Linked DNA regions of Mus musculus: all the other regions are linked to region 3. Evidence: chromatin contacts called from public promoter capture Hi-C data. All regions are on one chromosome and are shown on one strand. Each heading gives the region's core, a stretch centred on a gene start, on an enhancer-like site or on the middle of the called end of the contact. The rest is flanking DNA. Distances are from core to core; before and after follow the strand shown.

Region 1 (2,726 bases), core at 138-2,637, 2.2 Mb before region 3:
GGGCCGTCTTGGGGACACCCCACCCCTCAGAGCCCCCCAAGCTCGAGGCGCTAGAGCCCCCGCCGGGAAGGCCGAGTAGGGAAAGCTAGGGACCAGGATGAAATCTCCAAGAGCTCGTCTGACATCTCCCCTACAAGCACAGCCTCTCCACCTCAGCCCCAGCCAGGCCTCCCCCCCCCCCCCGCGCCGGGAGCAAAGCAGTCCGGCCCCAAGTCCGTGTGGGAGCGTCCGCCAGGACCTGCGAGCATCAGGGCCCCCGCCGCTTGGCCTGCCCCCACCATCCTCAAAGTGTCGTCCCCCCACCCCGACCCTTGCACCCCCACCACCACTCAACCAGCCGCTCCAGACCGGCCCAGCGGCTCCTCCCCTCCCCCAGTAGCGCCGGCCGCCCCCTGGCCCAGCTCGCCCTGGGGACTCCCAGAGGCCGAGGGACCAGGTGGTGGTGGGGGACCCGGGTCCGGAGGGTGGGGCGCTCAGGTGAGGGCAGCTTCGGGCCGACGCCGCCACCACACAAAGGACCAGGGGCTCCCGCCGCCATATTGAAAACTTTCCTCCTCACACGACAACTCGCAAGTCCCCCACCCCCACCCATCACACACCCCCGCACCCCGAGAAGGAGGCGAGGACCAGCCACGGAGCCGTGCGGGCCCAGAGCCCTGCCTCCGCGCCCGCGTCTCAGCCGGGCTCGGGAGGACTCCCCAGCGACCACCCCGGCGGCTGCCAACCACTCCAGCCCGCACCGCTGCCGGGCGGTGCAGCGCACCAGCCCCCGGAGCCGCACCGACCTAGCCCCCTCCGGCCGCCCCGCCGGAGCCCGCGGTCCTCACGGCCCACATCCCACCCGGGACGGGGGCCCCCGCGCCTTCCTCCCACCGCCGCATCTCCGACCCTCGGAGCCACCCCAAACTTGACCGGGCCCGCGGGACGACCGCTCCCCGCCCCCGCGCCTCCGGCCTCCCGGGCCGCGCGTCCTCGCTCCCTCCCCCAGCCGCGAGCAGGATCCGGGGTGCTGGCTGACTCACCGGCGGCGGCCGCACCTTACAGATCCCAGTCTGCTCGGCTATGGGCCGGATCTTGTGGATGAAAGCGAAGGGGTCCGCGAACTCTTCCCAGCTCGGCTCGAAGACCGGACACTCGGGGGGAGGCAGGAACTCTCCCAGCGGGCCCGGGCCCCCGAGGGGCAGCGCCGGGCGCGGGCCTGGGGGCAGCGTGGTGGCCGGCTCCATCACCGCGACCTGGGCAGGGGCGAGCACAGGGCAGGCTCCGCAACCGCGGCAGCGAGCTCCGCTCCGTCCGAAACCCGTGCAGACGCACAGCTCGGGCGACAGGTCCGACTTCTACTAGCAACGGCAACACCTAGGGCTTTTTCAGCCTTCCTCCGACGACGTCTTGCCGCTACCCCACGCAGTGCTCCTCCGCCGCCACGGCGAGGAAAAAAGTCCCTGCTGCCACCCCGAGCCAGGTCTCGCCCCGCCCCCTAGCCGGGAGGGGCAGGGGCCTTCCGCCTGGGATGTTTATCCTTAATGCTTCAGTTAACCTCTGAAGTTTCAGAATTCTTCCTCTCAAGAAGTTAACAGTCTAGTAGGGAGAACAGAGTTACAATCCATCAATCACGTCATATATTTTGGCACGAAAGATTTGCTTAGTAAAACCCGAGAAGCAGAGTACTGAAATTGGAGGATTCTCCAGGTAGAGAAAACACCTTGAACACAAGGAGCAGCAAGGACAGACACATAGAGTAATGAGGAGAGCAATAACTCTTCGAGCACTTGCTTATCCTAGACACTGTGTAAAGTGCAAGTGCTTTTCGGGATTGTTTAGTCTGTGAGGGGATTAAGCATTTGACCAAATCCAACAGTTCAGTCTATTTACTGGAAAGTAGGGTTGTTGCACAGAAATCTACACATATACAAGGTTGGACTTGAGCAAAAGCATCTTGAAATAATCCAATCAAGGAATGATGGGGCCTAAATAAATTCAGCAGCGCTATAGGTTAAAGTGAAATTGTAGGAAATAAAAGTTAGACTAGGACGGGACCAGAAGAATAGCGTACTAAGGGTCTGACAGATGGCATCCCTGGGACAAGCATCCATGAGCATGTTCTAGGGAAGATGTATTCACCCCTGAACAGGCTGAGCCTGAGATGTCTCTGCTACAAAGATTTTCAACAGGCTAAAAGGTACAACAGGTCTGAAGGAAAGAAAGAGATCAGAGTGTTTCAGAGGAAGCAATGGAAGAGCTGAGAGGTTAAGTAACCATGAAATCCAAAGATGGGGGATGGCCCCAGAAAAAGTCAGGTCATAAGTAGAACTTGAACACAAACATAATTTCTTTTTTTTTTTTTTTGTTTTGTTTTTTCGAGACAGGGTTTCTCTGTATAGTCTTGGCTGTCCTGGAACTCACTTTGTAGACCAGGCTGGCCTCGAACTCAGAGATCCACCTGCCTCTGCCTCCCAAGTGCTGGGATTAAAGGCGTGTGCCACCACCGCCCGGCGATTTCTTTAATCTAGAAAGCAACCAAACTCGTGGAAAGACTGCCTGCCACTGTATAAGGAAGGATCAGTGGCTCCACAGCCCTCCCTTCAGAATAGACCATCACTCAGCCTCTGGGTTTAGATTTTAATAGGACTAATGTGACCTAGGCTGGCCTGGAACTCTCTACATAGCCAAAGATGACTCTGATCTCCTGATCATCCTCCTGCCTCTACCTCTTAAACGCTGGGATT
Region 2 (2,866 bases), core at 142-2,641, 2.1 Mb before region 3:
TTCCTTTCTATATACTTACCTTGATGACAAGATCTACATAGCCTTGGTCTTCATCACTGGTGACAGGGGTGTAAGGCCTGATGACCAGACTGCCATCAATTCGGGCAGAGAGGTAGACGTGCTTACCTGGGAACCATGGAGAGAGACACATAAGCTGCAGTCCCACTGAGAGGACCCCTCCGCAGTATCTCCTGCCTCCTCCCACCTTTGAAACTCCCTACTGCCAGGGCCTTAGCAGCAGCAGGTAAGCAGAGGATTTGCATAATGGAAAATTAGTGTTTTCTGGGATAGGAGGCGGGTTATAATAAGTCCTAAGGAAAGAGAGAAGCCTGGAGGTTAGAGATGCGTAGGGGCACAGAAGCCACACCCTAAAAGAGTGGTCCCTCATGGGCTGAAGGATTGACAGAAGGGCAATGGTTTTTCTTAGCAGGAAAACCACCTAAGAAGTGACTCGCCCTCATACGATGCCAAGTAGAGAAGCCCACTCCCTTTTTTCTTACCCACAGGCAGCCCCAGAATGTGGTGGGCGGTGGGCAAGGCAAAGCGGAACCTCCTGGTGTTGTGGCTCACTGTCTAGAGGATAGATGACAAGATGTTTCATCAGGCAGGTCTGGCCTGCCAAGTCTTTTGGAGCAATCCAACCACTCTCGATGCTATCCCTCAAACTAAGTATCCACTCTCTGCCCTAGCCCACTTCTTCACAACTTACCGTCTTGTCTAGCAATCGCAGCAGGTACTTCTCATCCGGGTCCTGGAGAGTAACCTGCGGCCGGCGGGATCTTCGAACCAAGTAGGTACCCAGAGCCAGGCCGAGCAGAGTAAGCAGCCCCACCCCCAGAGAGGCTAGCAAGACCGGGCTCTGTGGATAGAGGAGGAAGCGTGATCGCCACGCTGAGGAAGTGCCAGGGTGTGGGTGGAGGACCAGGAGTAGCGATCCTGAGCTCCAGCGAGAAAGCATGCCAAAACCTCAGAAGCAAGCGGAGCAGTGAACTCAGCCCGCAGCTCGTGCAGCGAGACTCCAGCATCCAAGGTGGGTATGGCACAGCCCCGCGGGGCAGACTGCCCAGAACCAGCTGAGGCGGTGACCCCGGGCTCAGGGCACAGAACGAGGGTCTTACCGGCTGGATCCCCATGACCTAGAGGTGCGTCCCGCTCCGGTGGGGCGGAAAGATCCCACAATGCGCCGCGGGGCGGGCCCGGAGGCGGAGCTCTCCGGGGCGTGGTCTATGGAGGAGGGCCTGACTGAGGCAGGACTAGCGGGGACTATGCCCCCCCCTCTTCCGTGCGGAGTAGGTGGTCCAAGGGCGTGGGTATCTTGGCCGTCTCAGGCCCTCCTTTTGAGAGCTTTCTTCTCTCTGCAACTTAGACCTACCCCAAAGGATGACAGTTTTGTCTGACATGGAGCCAGGCTAATTAGCATGATGAGAAATCTCGCCGGTCTGAGAGTCTCACGGAGAGTGGAATGTTGAGCCACGCACAGGCTTAAAATAGAACAGGAAGCTTTCAGATGAAAGTTCTTGTTTTTTTTTTTTTTTTCTTCCCCAAACAGGCTACTTTGCCAGACAATTGAAATGCCTAGCTGTTGTGTCCGGCCAGCAGACCACAACCTGGGTTCTAGCCTGGAAAGGCATTTTGGAAACCTGGAAGAGAAGAGGGGCTAGGTGGCGAGAGAAAAGAATGTAGCCAAGACAGTTACTCTGATCAAGGCTCAAATTTTATTGTTGCGACACTAGTTATGAAGGAAGGGGGAGGGGACCCGATTCCCGCCGAATAATCTCGGGTCCAGTAGAAAGGTGCACGTGTGTGGCTCCTCAGGTTCCAGCAGTGGGCGTGGTAGAACGAATGAGCAGGAAGCTCCACCCCGAGCAAGCAGGTTTCAGGCTGGGGGAGGGGAGACTACATCTCCTCCCTTTTATTAACAAAATTAAAAAAAAAAGAAAAAGCTGGCCTGAGGGGGGAAAATTATCTATGCTCAATAGTTCTGCCTGGAATCTAGGGCTAAAAAAAAACTTGCTTCACTGGGATTCTATAACCTTTCTTATGGTAAACTGTATCTGGCTTAAGACTGTCCTTTCTTATCTTAGTGAACAACTAACTGAAAAGCCTGGAGCTGTAGGCTCTGACTTTATAATGCTAATTAGTACTTGGTAGGTAACTTTCTAGTTGAATTTTAAGTAGGGCGTTGGAACTTTGGCTAAGTTTGACTGAACAAATGTGAAATACACTATAATAACACTAAGTTGATATTTCTCCGCTTTTTTGGATGATAGGTGGGAAACAGGGAGAAGGAGTGACCGGCTCTTGTAGTACAAGGCCAATTGGCCTTTTTATTTGGGTGGGAGGCAGTGAAGGGCTTGCCCTTTCAATAGTACGTCTCCAATCTCTCTCCCCCCTATTAATTAAGTTAAATAAGGCAACGCTTAACTGAGGTGATCAAATGATTTTCTCATCCGTAGATGAGTGGGCTTTTAACCTTGGCTTGGGTGGACATGGACCCGATTCCTCCCGTGGGTAAAACCCACACATGTGGCTCTTGGTACCTTTTGGGGAGGCGAGGTAGAGCCGGAGAATATTTTTTATTTTTAACCAAAATTTGGTACCAACCTCTTTCAAACCGGGTTTATCTCACAGGAAACTCAGAAATGGTCAAGCCGGACCTTCCCTTGCAGTAAGTATCTCTGCACCAAGCGGTGCCCATACTGAATTTGTACAATCACAAACCAGTATGCACAGTTCTGAGTGCTGTGCAGCTCCTAAAGGAGAATTATCAACCTCAGAATTAGCAAAGCCTAAGCAAGAATTATGTCGTTAATAACACCACGATTTGTGGGTAAAATAGGAGCTGGAAGTCGTTCCTCCTCATCCC
Region 3 (2,823 bases), core at 295-2,794:
GTAAACCCTGTTCAGGAGGGTCCAGAGTTCCAGGCCAGACTGGCCAGCACCCAACAGCTTCTCCCAGCTTGTGGTAGGTATGGGAGGAGCTAAAATAGAGAAGCTAGGCTGGGCATGGTAGCACATGTCTTTAATGCCAACACTTGGGAGGTAGAGACAGGTGGATCTCTGTGAGTTTGAGGCCAGACTGATCTACAGAGTGAGTCCCAGCACAGACAAGGCTACAAAAACAACCCAACAATAAGAAAGCTATTAAGTTATTCTTATTTTAAGTCATTCTCCAAGCCAGCTAATTTGTTTTATTTATTTATTTATTTATTTATTTATTTATTTATTTATTTATTTATTTATTTTTGAGACACAGTTTCTCTGTATAGCCTTGGTTGTCCTGGAACTCAATCTGTAGACCAGGTTGGTCTTGGATTCATAGAGATCTGCTTGCCTCTGCCTCCCAAGGACTGGGATTGAAGGTGAGCTCCACCACACCCAGTTTAGCCAGTTAATTTTACTTTACTCCACAGAGCAAGCAAGCAGTGTGGGGGACAGAGGCAGCAGCTGGAGAGGTACATTGGGGTCAGGTGGTGACCTTTGACTCCTGTGCAGGCTGGCCTAGGCTGTTGGTACAGCACTCTGGTGGCAGAGGTGTGGGGATGGTGGCAAATTCAAGTCCAGCCCAGGCTGTGGCTGTTATCCAGTTGTTAGAGTGTTTACCTATCCAAAGATCTGCACCCAGTAGGGTAGCAGACAGCACCCAGTAGGGTCTAAAGATGGAGTTTCGTGGAGGGGCACTACAGGAATGACATCTGAACTCTCACCAAGGAAGGGAGTCAGTGACCCAAAACAAAGGTCTAGATTTGGTCCTTAGCTCTATAGAAACCTGGCATGATGGGGGAATGCCCGCCTGTGAGGGGGAGCTGGGGAGGATCGAGAATTCAAGGTCATTCTCAGTTACAGAATAAGGTCAAGGTCAAAGCCAGCACAAGCTATAAGCCTATCTACCAAAAAGAAAGAAAAAGAGAAACAAGAAGTCCTTCACCTTATAAAAGTTACAATTTCACAAGGACTTACTTACCTCTCCTCCCCTGGACCTCCAGGCTTTGAAGGGCAGTGTATATTCTGTTTAGTTCAGGACTCCCGGGGTTCAGCACCACACCCAGTATGCACTAAAGGAGGAAGAAAACAAAGCATGCTTGACGACCTGATTTCTAGGGCACACCTGTCTCTCTTACCAGACTGAGAGCCCCAGAGCTCCCTATGGTGACCCTAGAGACTCACATCAGCCCCTGCTCTGCTGAGTATCCTGAGGCCACCTTTCTTTCCCTTTGGGGGGTCATTTCTACCCCCAAATACATATCTTAAGATTTTTCTCCCAAGGCCTGAACTCCTGCTGCCCCGGCTATACTTACTTGCTGAGGCTCACCCAACCCTCCAGATTCACCCCACAGCTCCACACCCTCAGCCACCCCCCTTGGCCCAAAGTGAGGGGGGTGGGGTAGCCAGATGATCTCAGCACCTCCTGCTCTGACATCCTCTCTGGGGACTTCAGGCGTCCCCTGCCTCCACCCAGTGTCACTTCCTCATTTTGGCAGGAACTCCACTGATAATCTCGTTCACTTTCCACCACTTCCTGTGTTTTATGTGAATCCTCCTGAGCTCAGCTACAGAAGATGAGTCTCTTGGCTGTAAAGATAGCCCTAAATGTCTAAAGGCTTCCCACTAGGTCCTGGGAACACTCAGTTTTGTCTTCGTTTGGTTTGGTTTGTTGTTTTGTTTTGTGCTTCAAGACAGGGTTTCTCTGTGTAGCCCTGCCTGTCCTGGAACTTGCTCTGTAGACCAGGCTGGCCTCAAACTCACAGAGATCCACCTGGCTCTGCCTCCTGAGTGCTGGCATCAAAGGTGTGTGCTACCATCTTCCAGTTTGCCACACTCACCTTTTTAAAGCTGTCCAGAATGGGAGATTCTCTCATCCTGTGGGTCAGTAGCCCAAGGCAATAGCCCAAGATCTTCCTATTGTCTAACCTCAATCTTCCTGATGTTAGGATTTCCAGATTGGGAAAACGAAAATACAGGACACTTACTCAGTTTTGAGTTTGAGGGAGACACTGGGTAAAAATTCTAGTTAAACATCTCCCCTTCTATATCAGAACAAAAGTCATTTGGACTTAAAGGTGTAGCTTGGTAGTGTAGCTTGGTGGAAGCGCACATACTTAGCATAGACTTAGGGTCCTGGGGAAACAGCTCAGACAGCAAGACTGCTTGCTTTCCAAGCATGAGGGTTTGCGTTCAAATGCCAAGCACTCACGTAAAGAGCTGGGTGTGCCTTTGTGACCCTATAACACCCGGACTGTGGGAGGCAGATGGAGAATCATTGGGGCTTGCTGGCTGCCGGCCTAACTTCAGGTTCAGTGAGAACCCTGTCTTAAGGGAATAGGGAAGAGAGCAATAGTCAAAACTCCAATCTTCAGGTCTCCACATACTTAAACATGGGCATGGACATCCACCTACCCACATGAATATCCATGCATGTTCTCTCTCTCTCTCTCTCTCTCTCTCTCTCTCTCTCTCTCTCTCTCTCGTGCGTGAATGCGTGTGTGTGTGTGTGTGTGTGTGTGTGTGTGTGTGAGTGTGTGTGTGTGTGTGTGTGTGTGTATGTGTGTGTGTGTGTGTGAGAGAGAGAGAGAGAGAGAGAGAGAGAGAGAGAGAGAGAGTGTATGCACCATGTGAGTGCCTGGTGCCCTTGGAGGCCAGGAAAGGGTGTCAGATTGCCTGGAACTGGAGTTAGAGACAGTTGTGAGCCACCACGTAGGTGCTGGGAACTGAACC

What was found. Promoter capture Hi-C pulls out the DNA fragments that hold promoters and counts their contacts.
Region 1: a promoter capture Hi-C map of liver shows a contact between it and region 3, with 6 times the contacts expected there. The contact joins the promoter of Kdm5b here to the promoter of F730311O21Rik in region 3. A contact is called at or near these places in 3 of 39 promoter capture datasets (liver and pre-B cells).
Region 2: a contact with region 3 is called in a promoter capture Hi-C map of pre-B cells, with 6 times the contacts expected there. The contact joins the promoter of Cyb5r1 here to the promoter of F730311O21Rik in region 3. A contact is called at or near these places in 2 of 39 promoter capture datasets (liver and pre-B cells).

Annotation. Positions count from the first base shown.
Region 1 is chr1:134,558,839-134,561,564 of GRCm38.p6, reverse strand. It overlaps Kdm5b (lysine (K)-specific demethylase 5B), which reads right to left and starts at 1,387. Exons shown (of 27, transcript NM_152895.2): 1 at 1,023-1,387. The coding sequence starts at 1,226. It also overlaps a transcript of Mgat4e not described here.
Region 2 is chr1:134,404,306-134,407,171 of GRCm38.p6, reverse strand. It overlaps Cyb5r1 (cytochrome b5 reductase 1), which reads right to left and starts at 1,391. Exons shown (of 9, transcript NM_028057.3): 1 at 1,119-1,391; 2 at 710-859; 3 at 501-573; 4 at 20-126. The coding sequence starts at 1,133.
Region 3 is chr1:132,340,651-132,343,473 of GRCm38.p6, reverse strand. F730311O21Rik (a long non-coding RNA gene) reads right to left here and starts at 1,544. Exons shown (of 4, transcript XR_878527.2): 1 at 1,407-1,544; 2 at 1,073-1,163.